Regions from separate parts of the Danio rerio genome. Here region 2 is linked to region 1. The links are chromatin contacts, called in public Micro-C maps. All regions are on one chromosome and are shown on one strand. Each heading gives the region's core, a stretch centred on a gene start, on an enhancer-like site or on the middle of the called end of the contact. The rest is flanking DNA. Distances are from core to core; before and after follow the strand shown. Region 1 holds the start of maea (macrophage erythroblast attacher, E3 ubiquitin ligase). Region 2 overlaps ppp2r2cb (protein phosphatase 2, regulatory subunit B, gamma b).

Evidence for each region. A called contact is a pair of places that touch in the nucleus more often than the background predicts.
Region 2: a contact with region 1 is called in a Micro-C map of caudal fin, with 2.7 times the contacts expected there. The contact joins the enhancer-like site here to the promoter of maea in region 1. A contact is called at or near these places in 2 of 18 Hi-C or Micro-C datasets (caudal fin and embryo).

Annotation. Positions count from the first base shown.
Region 1 is chr14:25,446,718-25,453,652 of GRCz12tu, reverse strand. It overlaps maea (macrophage erythroblast attacher, E3 ubiquitin ligase), which reads left to right and starts at 5,338. Exons shown (of 9, transcript NM_199549.2): 1 at 5,338-5,488. The coding sequence starts at 5,420. It also overlaps a transcript of aldob not described here and a transcript of ctbp1 not described here.
Region 2 is chr14:25,519,309-25,525,701 of GRCz12tu, reverse strand. It overlaps ppp2r2cb (protein phosphatase 2, regulatory subunit B, gamma b), which reads left to right. Exons shown (of 10, transcript XM_021481149.3): 4 at 6-147; 5 at 328-440; 6 at 511-688; 7 at 3,772-3,936; 8 at 4,431-4,600. It also overlaps a transcript of aldob not described here. Among named protein-coding and RNA genes, the nearest start is that of ppp2r2cb, 11 kb to the left of the region's middle. Within about 2 kb of position 3,876, at least 10 of the 62 cell types and tissues checked have an H3K27ac peak or open chromatin away from gene starts, as enhancers often do. A contact at or near this core is called in caudal fin, where this site is marked.

The DNA of each region.
Region 1 (6,935 bases), core at 4,089-6,588:
ATTTACCATGTCCATACGGTTCTCATCCCAGCTTCAGTCAGTGTCTCACTTGTTACCGCCATTGAAGGAATAATGATTCATTAATGTCAAGTTGCGATCCCACTTACTCAAAGTAACCCGAATTGTGCCACACTAAGTGCCCTCAAATTGCAAGTATGTTAGCTAAGAAAGCCAGCCCCGTCAAAAGCAGTCCACAGCCGCCTTCATCTCCCTGACAGGAATAAAAGAGCTAATGAAAGCAGAGCTCTATCGGCGCGATTTGGCCTCTTTTCTTTTGTGACAAGCACACATCCAGCTCAAAGAGAAAAGCAAAACAATCACAAACCTTGCATCACCCGCTTTGAAGGCTAAAGTCCCTGATGTGCCCCGGGAATCGGGTAGAACATGCAATGAAATTGTGTCCAATCAGGGCCGTGTGACCGATCCTGTAGCCAATAAGGGCGAGCTGCGCTTGGACGGGAGCCAATCATATTAAGGTTCGTTGCTCCAGCGGACTCAGAGGGGTGGGGGAGGGTTTACTCGCGTGCTCGTGCAGGAAAAAGAAATGTGAGCGCGATGTGGGGTGAAAGTGAGGGTGGAGGGTGAAGGGGGATGGTTAACAAACTAAATTGTTCAAGTAATGCATTTGTTCCCATTAAAAATCGCCTCAAGTAACTAAGTACTAAGTAAATAATCACTTTAAGCAGCTATATTTCCAAATGCTGCTATATATAAATCAAGTTCAACACACACACACACACACACATACCGAAATTCAACAGTTCATGAATGAAAAAATGTTAAACAAGATTGTAGAGCATCTGCATTTTGACTTATCGATAGATATGTGAAAAAGCATCATAAAAATCTTCAAACTCAAAGTCCTGATTTATGTCAAATGTCTTCATCTGCAACTCAAGGTCAGTAGCCCATAGACTTTAAGGTAAAGCTCCATACTGTGAGTTTTATTGTCTTTAATGATCAGAAGTAATCTAATTTTTTTATGAGTGAGGGGGAAACATTAAATCTCTTTTCTGTTTGTACATGATCAGGTTTCAGATTTATGTCAAAGATTCAAGGAAATTGTAAATTTAAAAGATTTACACAGTGATTTGTTTTGTGCCCTAGTTTTGGCATTCACCTCATATCAGAAATAGAAACTATTTAGACCTATACATTTTTTTCATGAGTTTCTGCTGAATTACTTAATTTTATAAAAAAAACTTGATATAATTCAAATAAATAGCCCAGGTATGTATAGCCCCAAATATGTATAGAAATCTTCTTTCTCCAGACTGTCCACCTCTGGAATTCATTTTAATTGAAATAAAAACTATTTATCACATAGTGTGATAAAGAGTCCATTGATTAACTGTCAACATCTACTCACATTTTACTTTACATGAATGCCTTCTTTAAAATAAGGATTTTAAGTCTTTGTTAAAGTGTTATAAAAATATCAAATCTAAAAAAAATCACACCTGATTGAATCAAGAAAACATAAGGTCATTAACAATAATTGACACATATGTAAACATTTACAGATTTTTAAGGTGAGAAGAACTGGAATGTGTAGTTTGCATTCCTTCATGGGTGTGGGCAAAACAAAAAAATCTCTATGCATGTTTTTTCCACCTATTCTCTGGTTGAATTTTCTGTACAGCATCATGGGTATTTTTATTTTTTTGCACAAAAACACACAAAAGACATCTTAAATAAAGTTTATGAAAAATTTCCATTAATTTTATTCAAAAGGAAATAGATTTTGATAACAATTGATATACCTTTAAAGACAAGCCTGTTGTGAGATCTAAAGTTGATCCTTAATTGTGTATGCATTTGTTGAACTCATAATTAAACTTATTTTCAAAGCAATTTTGTTCAATAGCGGAAAGTGAGCATAAAAATCAATAGATGTTAAATGAATTGTTTGTATGGATACATCAGTTGTAGGTTTATATTTTTCTGTTGGTTTTAGTTTGTTTGTGTCACTTTATTTTAATCTGTTTGCAATGCATTGTGATATGGTAGTTCTTTCCCAGCTGTTTCTTTTATATATTCTGGTTTGGTTCATTGCTTCTAACACTTTAACAATTATTCAATAAATCCTATAGAAGAAAATTAATCATCACTTCATAATGAATAAAAAAATATATATTTTCCATATAGTTTGAATAAGAGGAATGGAATGTGCATGTGTGCTTGAGTTGTGTTGCTTCACTTCCATTCATAAATTCTCTCCTGTGGCCTCATGGGATAGTAAAGTGTCCACTGAATGTGCACTTAAGAATCTCAGCTCAAGTAGATTATAGAAATACATTATGAATTTGAACATTCTGCATTTACTGGTTCTCATAGGGAAGTATGCAATTTCAGCCACATAAAAGCATTAATGCATTACAAAATGCATACAGGAAGTGACACAGAAGTTCAGAGGACGACCACTTCTTCTGTACTTTGAAGTAAGCTTATAGTTTAAAACAAACAATATTGTAGTTAAAAGAAGTATGTTGCACTTGTCACTTTTTTGTTTCAGAAATCAGGTTTCCACTATTGTGGCAATTATTTTTTAAACATAAGCATTTGGTTAACTGAATTATACTCAGAAATGGTGTAAATGGTGAGAGAATCATCATTTTGTTTTAGATCTCTGGATAACAGAAAAATAAAAATTCTGTCATTATTTACTCAGCCTACACATGTTCCAAAACTGTCAAGTTCATTTCTTCTGTTTAAAAGGTGAAGAATTAAATAATGTTGGAAACAGTTAGCCATTGACTTCCATAGTAGCTTATTGTTTTTAAATTTGTTCTGATATGTACATCAACAGCTACCGGTTTCCATCTTCTTTTGTATTCAATAGGAAACAACTCTTAAAAAGGTTTGGAAACAGTTGAGGGTCACAAAGAGTTAATTTAGTTCACCCCAAAAAGAAAATATAATCTCTATTCAGATATTTTAAGTGAAATACAAGTGCTCCTTTACCCTCCATAGACAGCATTGTTTCTGACTTGTTAAAAAAATTTAAAATACTCAAAACAGACCATTTACCTTCAGTGATTTGATCAGAATATCATCAAGCTACTACAATGCACACCTGAATCAAAAACAACAACTCTTCTCCTCAAAATCATTATGGATGTGCATTTACGGGTCCTATTCATTGACAAAAACACTGGCATTCCGCTGGCATTTCCAGTTGTTTAAAATCAGTATTTGTGCGCATATACGTATTATCAGCTTGTTAATTTACCTATTGAATTACTGAAGTCATGTGATCTATTTTTTGAGGGTGCTTTATTTGGGTATTTTTCTGGAATTTAAATGAGTCTGGAAACTTGGAGCTCTCATCCCCTAAATTATCTTAAACTCCCCAAGAAATCAAAACTAACTATATGATTTGGTTAGCTCACATTGCCAGTTTTGTGGTGAACAATTCATCTGTGCATGTCATTAAAAAAATGTTTGCCCTTCTAATCTTTAATTGAAATCAGAAAACTTCCTGTTAGTTTTCAGTTAAATTCTCAGATTACGTGAGTTTGAGGTAAAGGGCGTGGCCAACCTATACTTAAAACTGCTGCAACTGCTGGTTTTGACAGCAAACAGAAAGGGTGAGCAGGAGGTGTATGTTAGGTTGTAATAACTCTTCTAAAACCCCTTTCCCAATCTTTCTAAATGAAACGCCTATTTTACTACATTCATTCAGCCTCTGGTAGAACAAACCCACTGTTTGCTCTTTTAAAATTCCATATAATAATTTATCGATAAACACACACCATCTGCTCTCTATCTGTGAGAATTTTGCATGCTCAAACTCTAGTGTGATCGCAGTTTCAGATGCGAAAAACATTTGGTATACAGTTAAAGGTGACACGAATACACATAAATTAGGGAAATTTAATCACCAAAAAAAGTGAGTATATCGAGGGTATACGCAATTATTGATCCTTTAAAGTCGTAATACCCAAACAGTGGTAAAAAAGTAAGCATATGGAGTATACATGCGTATAGCCCTGACTACACCATTGGTTCCAACCCAACTCCAACATACTTAAGTTGCGATCACACTGCACTTTTCTCCCTATAGACATCCATTCATACGCACAAGAATGCGTCACATTGAAAACGCAGATTGCTGCGTTGAAAAGATCAAACTTGGAGTACAAAATCGCATCACATAATTGCGTGAGATCGAAAATCCAAAAATGACCTCTTCGGACAGGAATTTAAAACATGGACCTATCACTTGTTTTTTTTTTTTTAATGTATAATCATCTTGTTTAATCCCGCCCCTCTTGCAGCGACATATAACAGGATTTCACATGCTCAAACTCTAGTGTGACTGTTACCTGTAGATTTCAAACAAGCCTGAAGGACTCGGTTAGTTTGATCATGTGTGTTTAATAGACCCTTTTCACACTTCTGGCTTTCTCAGTAGTGGAAGGCATCATGGTTGGGTAAACTTAGAGCGCAGTGAATGGGAGAGTACAACAAAAACATCTTTTACAATCCTATTTGCTGAAATATAAAAAACTCCATGGTGGTGTTATCACGACTTTCAGAAATAGGGGGAAAAAATTGTGTGAGACTGATGATGGCAGCCAGAGGAGACAATAACATCAAATTTACTCTAAGCCCTACAGACGCTACAAACACCTCGCTTTAGAGGTAATTGGTTTTAATGTAATTTGACGCAAAGTTGATCTAATACATTCATAAATGCATATAAATGTTTACGTGTTTTTTAAAAATCTAAATATTAAAAACTTTCAGGGATTTAAGTTTATGATGACTGCTAAACGTGTTAAACAATGACCCTTAAGTTAAATGTCTTTTAAAAGGAGTCCATTAGGGTTGGAACTAGTTCAGTAAAGTTAGCAACGAATCTGTGAATCTGTTGCTACCTTTGCTGAACTGTTGGAACTTAACGTTAACTGTGCAGAATAGAGGTAAAGTTGGTTTTATATTCGCATATTCGTTCATTTAGAAGTCTCTTTCTTGTTTACCATGTTACTTTGAATATTCGATCGGAATTAGCATGCAAGTATGACTTCTAAACAACATTAACACTATGTAATTCACTGTGAACAATGTTGTACTTTAACGATCATTTACTGCTAATATGATTTCGCTATTTACAATTTTCAAATAATATTTTTCTGGAATTATATTATTCAGGAGAATGTCTGAATATCCGAATATAAAACCAACTTTACCTCTATCTGTGCAGCTGAGGCGATCCACAAACTGATTTTGACAGCTGTGCCTTAAATAATGGGTACATTTTTATTTTTGGCTGAATTATCTTTTTGATCCTAAAAACACAAGCATTCACCGCCACACTAGGAGGCGGTAACAAACAGTTCTAACCTCGCTGCCGCGGCGAAGACCAAATCCGGGAAGAAGACGAACAAACGCTCCACAGTTTCCCCAAAGCAAGATGGCGGTGCAAGAGACAGCAGCTCAACTCTCTATGGCCCTAAAGGTGCAAGAATACCCAACTTTAAAGGTCTGTCAAGCGTTTCCTCTCCATAATCTAATCACGCAACTAAACAGATTCCGTGTGCGTTGTTTGACCTCAATAACAGGGCATCAAACTGAGATTATCCATCAAATTAAAACTGTGTCTGCATTTAGACAGTTAACTGGTTAGCTCTGGGGCTAGATAACTTAGCAAAACAAGTCCCACACAAACCGATCTAACCGGAGTGATCGCAAATATTCCAGCAGTGACATCGCATGTTCAGTTATAAATTGCGTCGACAGCTGTGTTAAAGGGGTAAATGAGTCGATTAATGTCAGTCTGGCCCATGTCATTCTTGCGTTCCGACAGTGTTGTGTTAATAGACGCTGTTTTATCCCATCACAGGTTTGTCCACTAGTGTAACCAGCGAGCAATGCAGTTCAAGGCAGATTGACGATAATCATTAGCGAGGTTGGATAGTGAGTGACACGAATAATATCGGATGTACTGATGCTTCATAATCGACTGCTGTTCAGTCTCATGTGTGCGTTTGATTGCTATTTGGCGGCTGTCATCTAAAGCTATGATTTTCCGTGGCTTTAGATGAATGCTGGAGGGATATACACATGCCAATGGTGACCAGAGATCGGTATGCATGCGATTTATGCACCATATTAGGATCACATTGTATCATGTTGTGTTGGTCGTTTGCGGGCTTAACAACCAGGTGTAGATTGTCGATGAGGAGCTTATTATTTACGGTAATGGGTGGGATACAGCACCTTTGTTCTCTGCGTCAGAGGTTTTTTTCACGATTGATAGCGTCGTTATGGATGAATCCTCACGTTAACCGGTTCTTTTGACTGATTGATGATGCATTGAGTGCTTTGTGACGTGATTAGTTCATGGATCTCATGTAATTTGACGCCTGTTTATGTAAACGCACACTGAATGTCAATAATATATGGTCTTCACTGCTGTGTCAAGGGCATGTTGCATCTAAGCTTGTCTTGCAGCATTGGGAATGATTTCCAGTACATTCTTGATCATTGCATCATGATCTAACCATATATACCAGTCGCTATTTTGGTGCAGAACCAGAAGCCACATTGGTTGAGGAAGTGTAATGAAAATATGTGGAACAGCTCTTTCATAAAAGAGACTGGTTGGTGTAATGTTTTAGAGGTAGATGAATCATTACAATTGATATTTGTTCATATTTACAAATTATATAATGGTGTACAATCGAAAAGGAATACATTCCTTTTATGACATTTAATTTTTACTAGTGTATGTCACAAATGAATGGTGGTTGCTGCCTAATAATGAAATAAACAGATGTCTTAAAGAGTTCACCTAAAAACGAACTACCTATGAATATGTATAACCCTGATATCATTTCCTCTTCTTTAAAAAAAGTAATTGGCAGTGAATAGCAACCAGCATTACAGGGCTAGTTTACTCAAAAATTACATTTTGTTATTAAATTCTC
Region 2 (6,393 bases), core at 2,627-5,126, 74 kb before region 1:
TTCAGGGCGAGTATAATGTGTATAGTACATTTCAGAGTCATGAGCCTGAATTCGATTACCTGAAAAGTTTAGAGATTGAAGAGAAAATCAACAAGATTCGCTGGCTGCCTCCACATAACCCCGCCCACTTCCTCCTTACCACCAATGGTCAGTCTGAATAAAATTGCTTCACGCAATCCTAAATCACAACAATGCTCAGTGTTTAAGAATAGCATCATTGTGTGTGTGTGTGTATGTGTGTGTGTGTGTGTGTGTGTGTGTGTGTGTGTGTGTGTGTGTGTGTGTGTGTGTGTGTGTGTGTGTGTGTGTGTGTGTGTGTGTTTTCAGATAAGACCGTAAAGCTGTGGAAGGTGAGTGAGAGAGACAAGCGGGCAGAAGGGTATAATCTCCGAGATGAGGAGGGCCGGCTGAAGGACCTCTCTACAATCACCACTCTGCAAGTGTGTAGTCTCCTTTACGTTCTGTCTTCTGTTTCTTCTTAATCTCTAATGCAAGTCTCTGCTGGTGTAGGTCCCTGTCCTGCGGCCAATGGATCTCCTGGTGGAGGCATCTCCACGACGTGTCTTTGCTAACGCACATGCATATCACATCAACTCCATCAGCGTCAACAGCGACTGTGAGACATACCTATCAGCCGATGACCTGAGGATTAACCTGTGGCATCTCAGCATCACTGACCGTAGCTTCAGTATCCTTATTAATCTCAGTGTAAGACAGAGAACTACACACTCAACCACAATCCCTGAAGGGCCGCAGATCTGCATAGTTTAGCTCCAACCACTTCCAACTCACACCTGCTTAACAATCATCTCTGTAGTAGTCTTGAACACCTTGATTATTTGGATCAGCTGTGTTTGATTAAAGTTGGAGCAGAACTGCACAGAGCTGCGACCCTCTAGGAATCCAGTTTGAGACCTTTGCACTACTTAATACTCAGGAATGGAAACAGCAAACAACGTATTGAAATGAAAAATGTGTGTGAGTGAGAAAAGTATGTCAGCTTAATATTTAAAATAGAACAGATCTATTATGCACTTTTCTAAGGAGTTAAAACCCAGTCGTGTGTGTGTGTGTGTCAACAGTGTGTGAATATAGCCAGCCTCTAATGGTAAAAATTCATAACAATAACATTTGCTAAAAGCAGTCTGCAGAAACACTTTGATTAAGATTCTTCCTTTGTGCATGTCGTATAAGGGGAAAAATTAGTGATGATCTCTGCCTCATTAGCATAAACAGCCCTGAGTGAGAAGCAGCCATTTGTAATAAATTTACCAGCTGAAGATAATGTCAGCGACTAACTGTGTGTTCACACCGAAGGCTGCAAAATCGTCAAAGTAACCAGAAGTCATTACATTTTAATGAGAATATAACGGCAATAAGTGGCGAGGAGCGGCGCATGCCGACTTTATCGGTGTGGCCGTTGAAATTAGGTAAACTTTATGGTAAAGAGCTTTGGTGCAGTTCAGCGGCAAGCAATCACAATGTAGAAGTCCACCACTTGAGAGGATTGCAGTGAACTTTAGTTCCAACCAGAGTTATTCCCAAGGGTTTTAATATTGCGGTTACCAGATTTCCAATTATTTGCAATGTTTTCTTGCAGGGACTTAATAAGAAGTTACTGATGAGTTACTGATGTGCATTAATGTTATATATGTTTTTTTTTTAAAAAGCTGAAATCTCATGTACAGTACACAACAGTATAGCTGCTTCAGAATATTTCAGACAAATAAACACATATTGGATAAGTGGAGCAAAGCCACAGCGCACACAACAACTTGATATTTTAGTTATATGAGTTTGATAAGGTGCACACAATTTTCATGCTAGAAAGCACTTTTTAATGCAGGAATGCAAGTGATATGCTGTAACGTCCTCCCTAAATGCGAGATGAAGGTAGCAAATTTTGACTCTCTTGCTGCCAAAGCTGTAAACACACAGTAAAAGGCATTATAAATGTGGAGTTTTAGGGTGCACAAATGAACACTGCAGTCTCCATAGACTGAGCCCTTTTCTGAGATACTTCTTTTAACATTTTGAGTTCTGTTTTTTAAAATCTGCCATTATGCTGACACACAGGCATTTGTAGCTCTGCCCTATTTTGAAATGAGCACAATCTTAAACTAAATTTTAAGCAACAGTCACCAAAACAGCACAATTGGGATCAAAGCCTAAAAGGGACAATTTCAAATAGTTGCATCAGAGACTTATTTTACATCTTGTTAAAAGGGTAATAATAGGTGCCCATTAAAGGAATAGTTCACTCAAAAAAAAAATATTCCAAAACTTTGAGACCATTGTTTGTCTTTAGAACACAAATTAAGATATTTTAGATAAAATTTGAGAGCATCCCCATCTTCCTTTAAGACAGTCCAGAGATTTTCAAAGTCTAGAAAATATTAATAAACATCCTCAAAACAGACCATTGTTCAATAGGAATATTATCACGCTACAAAAATACTTTTGTGCTCACAACAAACCAATAAATGACTAATAATGTTCTTTTTATTCATGTCATACTCTATTGAATTGCTGACATATTACCCTGGATGCAGCTATTCTTTGTTACAAACAGAGGAATTTGCACTCAAGTGTTCAGGAGGAAGGGTTAAATACATCAGTGCTCATAAACACCTGCCCTATACATGACACTGAAGAGAATAAACTGTTGAAGAAAGCCGTTAATTTTGGTTTATGTGTAAACAATACATATTTTTGTAGCTTCATAATATTCAGACTATGAAGGCATATGGGGTTACCAAACTTGTTCCTGGAGGGTCGTTGTCCTGTACAGTTTTGTTCCAAACACACCTGAACAAGCTAGAGAAGGTTTTAGGTTTATTTGAAATTTCCAGACAGGTGTGTTGAGGCAAGTTGGAAATAAACTCTGCATGGTTGGTTTTGAGGATGCTTGATACCTTTATGGACTTTGACCGAGTAGGGATTATTTAATTTGTGTCCCTAATAAGAATGATAGTCTCCGTGGTTTGGCTGTGGTTTTTGAAAGAACTAACCATTTAATAATTTGTAAATTTGCTTCTGAAAAGTGAAGTAACTTTGTTCACAATGAAATTTGACCAGTCGTTTCCTTTATTTTTGTCCCACCAATATAAAAAATAGCCAGAACTAAATGCCACCAATAAAACCACAAACAAAAATCCTGAAATCAGGCGAAAAAAAAATTTATTATAACAAACTGATCTGTTTAAATCAGTTCTCATTTTCCACTTGTCAGTTGCTTAATTAATTTTAATGTAAAATTTTAAAAGAACATAGGCCTACTTGTTGCTAGACAAAGTTTTCTCTCCTTTCTTGAGTTTCACACACATATTTCTTTGGAAGTCTGTATTATTTATAATTACAATAATACACAAAACTTAAAAAATTAAGAACTTGATGAAGTGGAATGCACTTCAGAACTCCACAGAGAGGATTTCCTGATTCGAAGTGCTCATTTAAGTTCACATATAGGTCTAAAATCAAAGTGGAACTCATCCAAAGCTGATTTTGAGTCAGCAAAATAGAGTTAAGGGAAATGTATAAGTAAGTGGAATGCATCCTGTATGAACAATAGACTAAATAACCCAGTTTCATGACCCAAAAACTTTTAACTCAAGTTTAAAAACACAACCCTGCATTTTTCACTTTTTTTTTTTTTTTTTTTTTTTGTAGTCAGAAGTTTTGAATGTTTGCCAGGGTGTTGCAATGCTTTTTCTGAAATACTGTTGACATCAATTCTTAGTGTGTTGGGATTCCTCATTGAATTCCTCTCAGATATTGTCGATCTGAAGCCAGAAAACATGGAGGACATGAGTGAAGTGATCACCGTGGCAGAGTTTCACCCTCACCACTGCCACCTTCTGGCCTTCAGCAGCAGCACAGGAACTACACGCCTCTGTGACATGAGAGCCCGCGCACTCTGCGACCAACACGCCAAACGTAAGCCACACATCTGCATTAAATACCAGATGGTACAGCCAAGTAGGACATTTTCATGGGTGAACATAATCTGTCGGTCTTGAAACAACATCCCTGTCAACCATAACCTATAACTTCCACAGGGAAAAACCAGAGGAAATTCCCTCATTCCTAAACCTAGCATGAAAATTAGACTGGGTTGACTGAAATGTTGTTCCAAGACAGCCCTGCTGAAAAAAGAGGGGTCATTATGGAATTTGTAATGGTTTAAACGGATATAATGGAATTTGTTTTTATTAAAACTGTAATGGTTTGGGTCTCCACCATAGACTGTAAAAGTTCTCCACTCGTCATTTTTGCCTTACAGTTCGCTTAAAAACAAAATGGTGTTAAAGTTTAAAACCAGTGTTGGGTAAAGTAAATACAGTATTTTACAATATTGAGTCAGCTTTTTTATATAATATAAAAATATTATAAAAGTGAATGTGTTTGTGTATGTTTATATGTGCTGTTAGTGTTTGAAGAGGCGGTGGATCCGACTCGCCGGTCGTTCTTCTCAGAGATTGTTTCCTCGGTGTCAGATGTCAAGTTCAGTCACAGCGGCCGGTACCTGCTCACCAGAGATTACCTCACCGTTAAAGTCTGGGACCTCAACATGGAAAATAAACCGGTGGAAGTATACCAGGTAGCCTATCTCGCATGCTCCCTTACTTGCACACACAAAAATTCACAGTGTTTAAGTTTGAAGGGATTCAAGCCTCACTAATATAAAAATAAATGTACTTTGTGTTCAGACATTTGTAATACTAACGTTACCACTGGTTTTAAATTTTTAGGTAAAAAAATGTAAGTGTGATAAGATAAAGACAGTCAAAAAAGTTTTTTTTTAAATATTACTGTCTAAAATGTTATAAAATAAATTAAAGTTAAAGGTTAAAATTATCTAAACTTACTAATGTATTTTCATCTAAGATTAAATTATATTTAGCATGAATTAGCATATTTCTCTTATATTGAATTGGATTAAAATGAAAAACTTTTAAAAGTTTAGTTAGCCATTTCAGTCGAAACAAATGTTAAAAAATAATTAAATACATAATAAAAACAAATGTACCATTTGTTTGGCAATTACTTAAAATTTTTATTTTATAATCAAAATAGATGCGTATGGTTATATAGCCTTTCCCATAAAACGAAAATGCTCAGTTTCTTCTAATTTACAATTTATAGTTGTTTCTGAGTAAAACATTATTTTTAGTTTTATTCAGTTTTATTTTGCATTCAAATGGTCCATGTTTATTTTATTTATATTCAAATTTAACTACAGAAGAGTTAAGATGTCAAGCTTTAGTGGAGTAACCCTGATTTGCAATCACAACTTCACCTGAAGTGAAATCTAAATGTTCTCTAATAATGAATTAAAGTATAAATATAAACTTAAAAAATAGTTGACTAAAGAAAATCAAATAAATAAATAAAAATCATATATATTTTAATTTAAATGAAGTTTATTCCTAAACTAATTTCCAGAGGACCACATGCTTATGATTGCTTGCAGCCGGTCCCGCATTATTCAATTTATGATTCACCAATCAGACGATTCCTAAGCCACTGTAAATACGCCTAATTTCCATAGGCATCTTCGTTTTAAAGAATCCCCTTCTTCCACCCCTACTCCTTCTCCTTTTGTAGATGTGTGGCACAGCAGCCCAGTGGTTAGCACTGTTGCCTCACAGCAAGAACGTCACTGGTTCTAGCCCTTACCAAGCCAGCCGACGTTTCTGTGCAGAGTTTGCACATTCTCCCCATCCTCATGTGGGTTTCCCCCGGGTTCCCCGGTTTCCTCCCACTGTCCAAAAACATGCAACCTAAGATAATTGACTAATCCAAATCGGCACCATAGACATGCTCCTATATATATATATACAGCTTTGTTTAAAAAGACACTTGAAAATGTTGTTTCTCTTGGTTTACAATTTATAGTAGGTTCTAAGTAAAACATTATTTTTGTTTTATTCTAAAACTTTTTTTGTATAAAAAGTTTTGATGTTTATATTATTTATATTTAACTTTAACTTTAGAAGAGCTTCAAAGTCAATATTTAGTGGAATAACTAAGAAAAACATTTGTCATTCTGAGCAGCTGTAGTTTTCTGGAAGAAATGACAATTATTAATAATAATTATTTATTCTAATATGGAAGAAATGTAATGTTAATAAAAACAAATATTAACATTACTTATCATTAACATTAGCATACCTAATAATTCATTAAGATTGAGTAATTTACTTAATTCAAGAGTGCCCAAACTTGGACTCCTGGACGGCCGGTGTCCTGCAGAGTTTAACTTCCAACTTTCTTCAACACACCTGCCTGGAAGTTTCTAGTATACATTGAAAGAGCTTTATTAGCTGATTCAGGTGTCTCTAATTGGGGTTGGAACTACACTTTGCAAGTTTGTGCACCTCTGACTTGTTT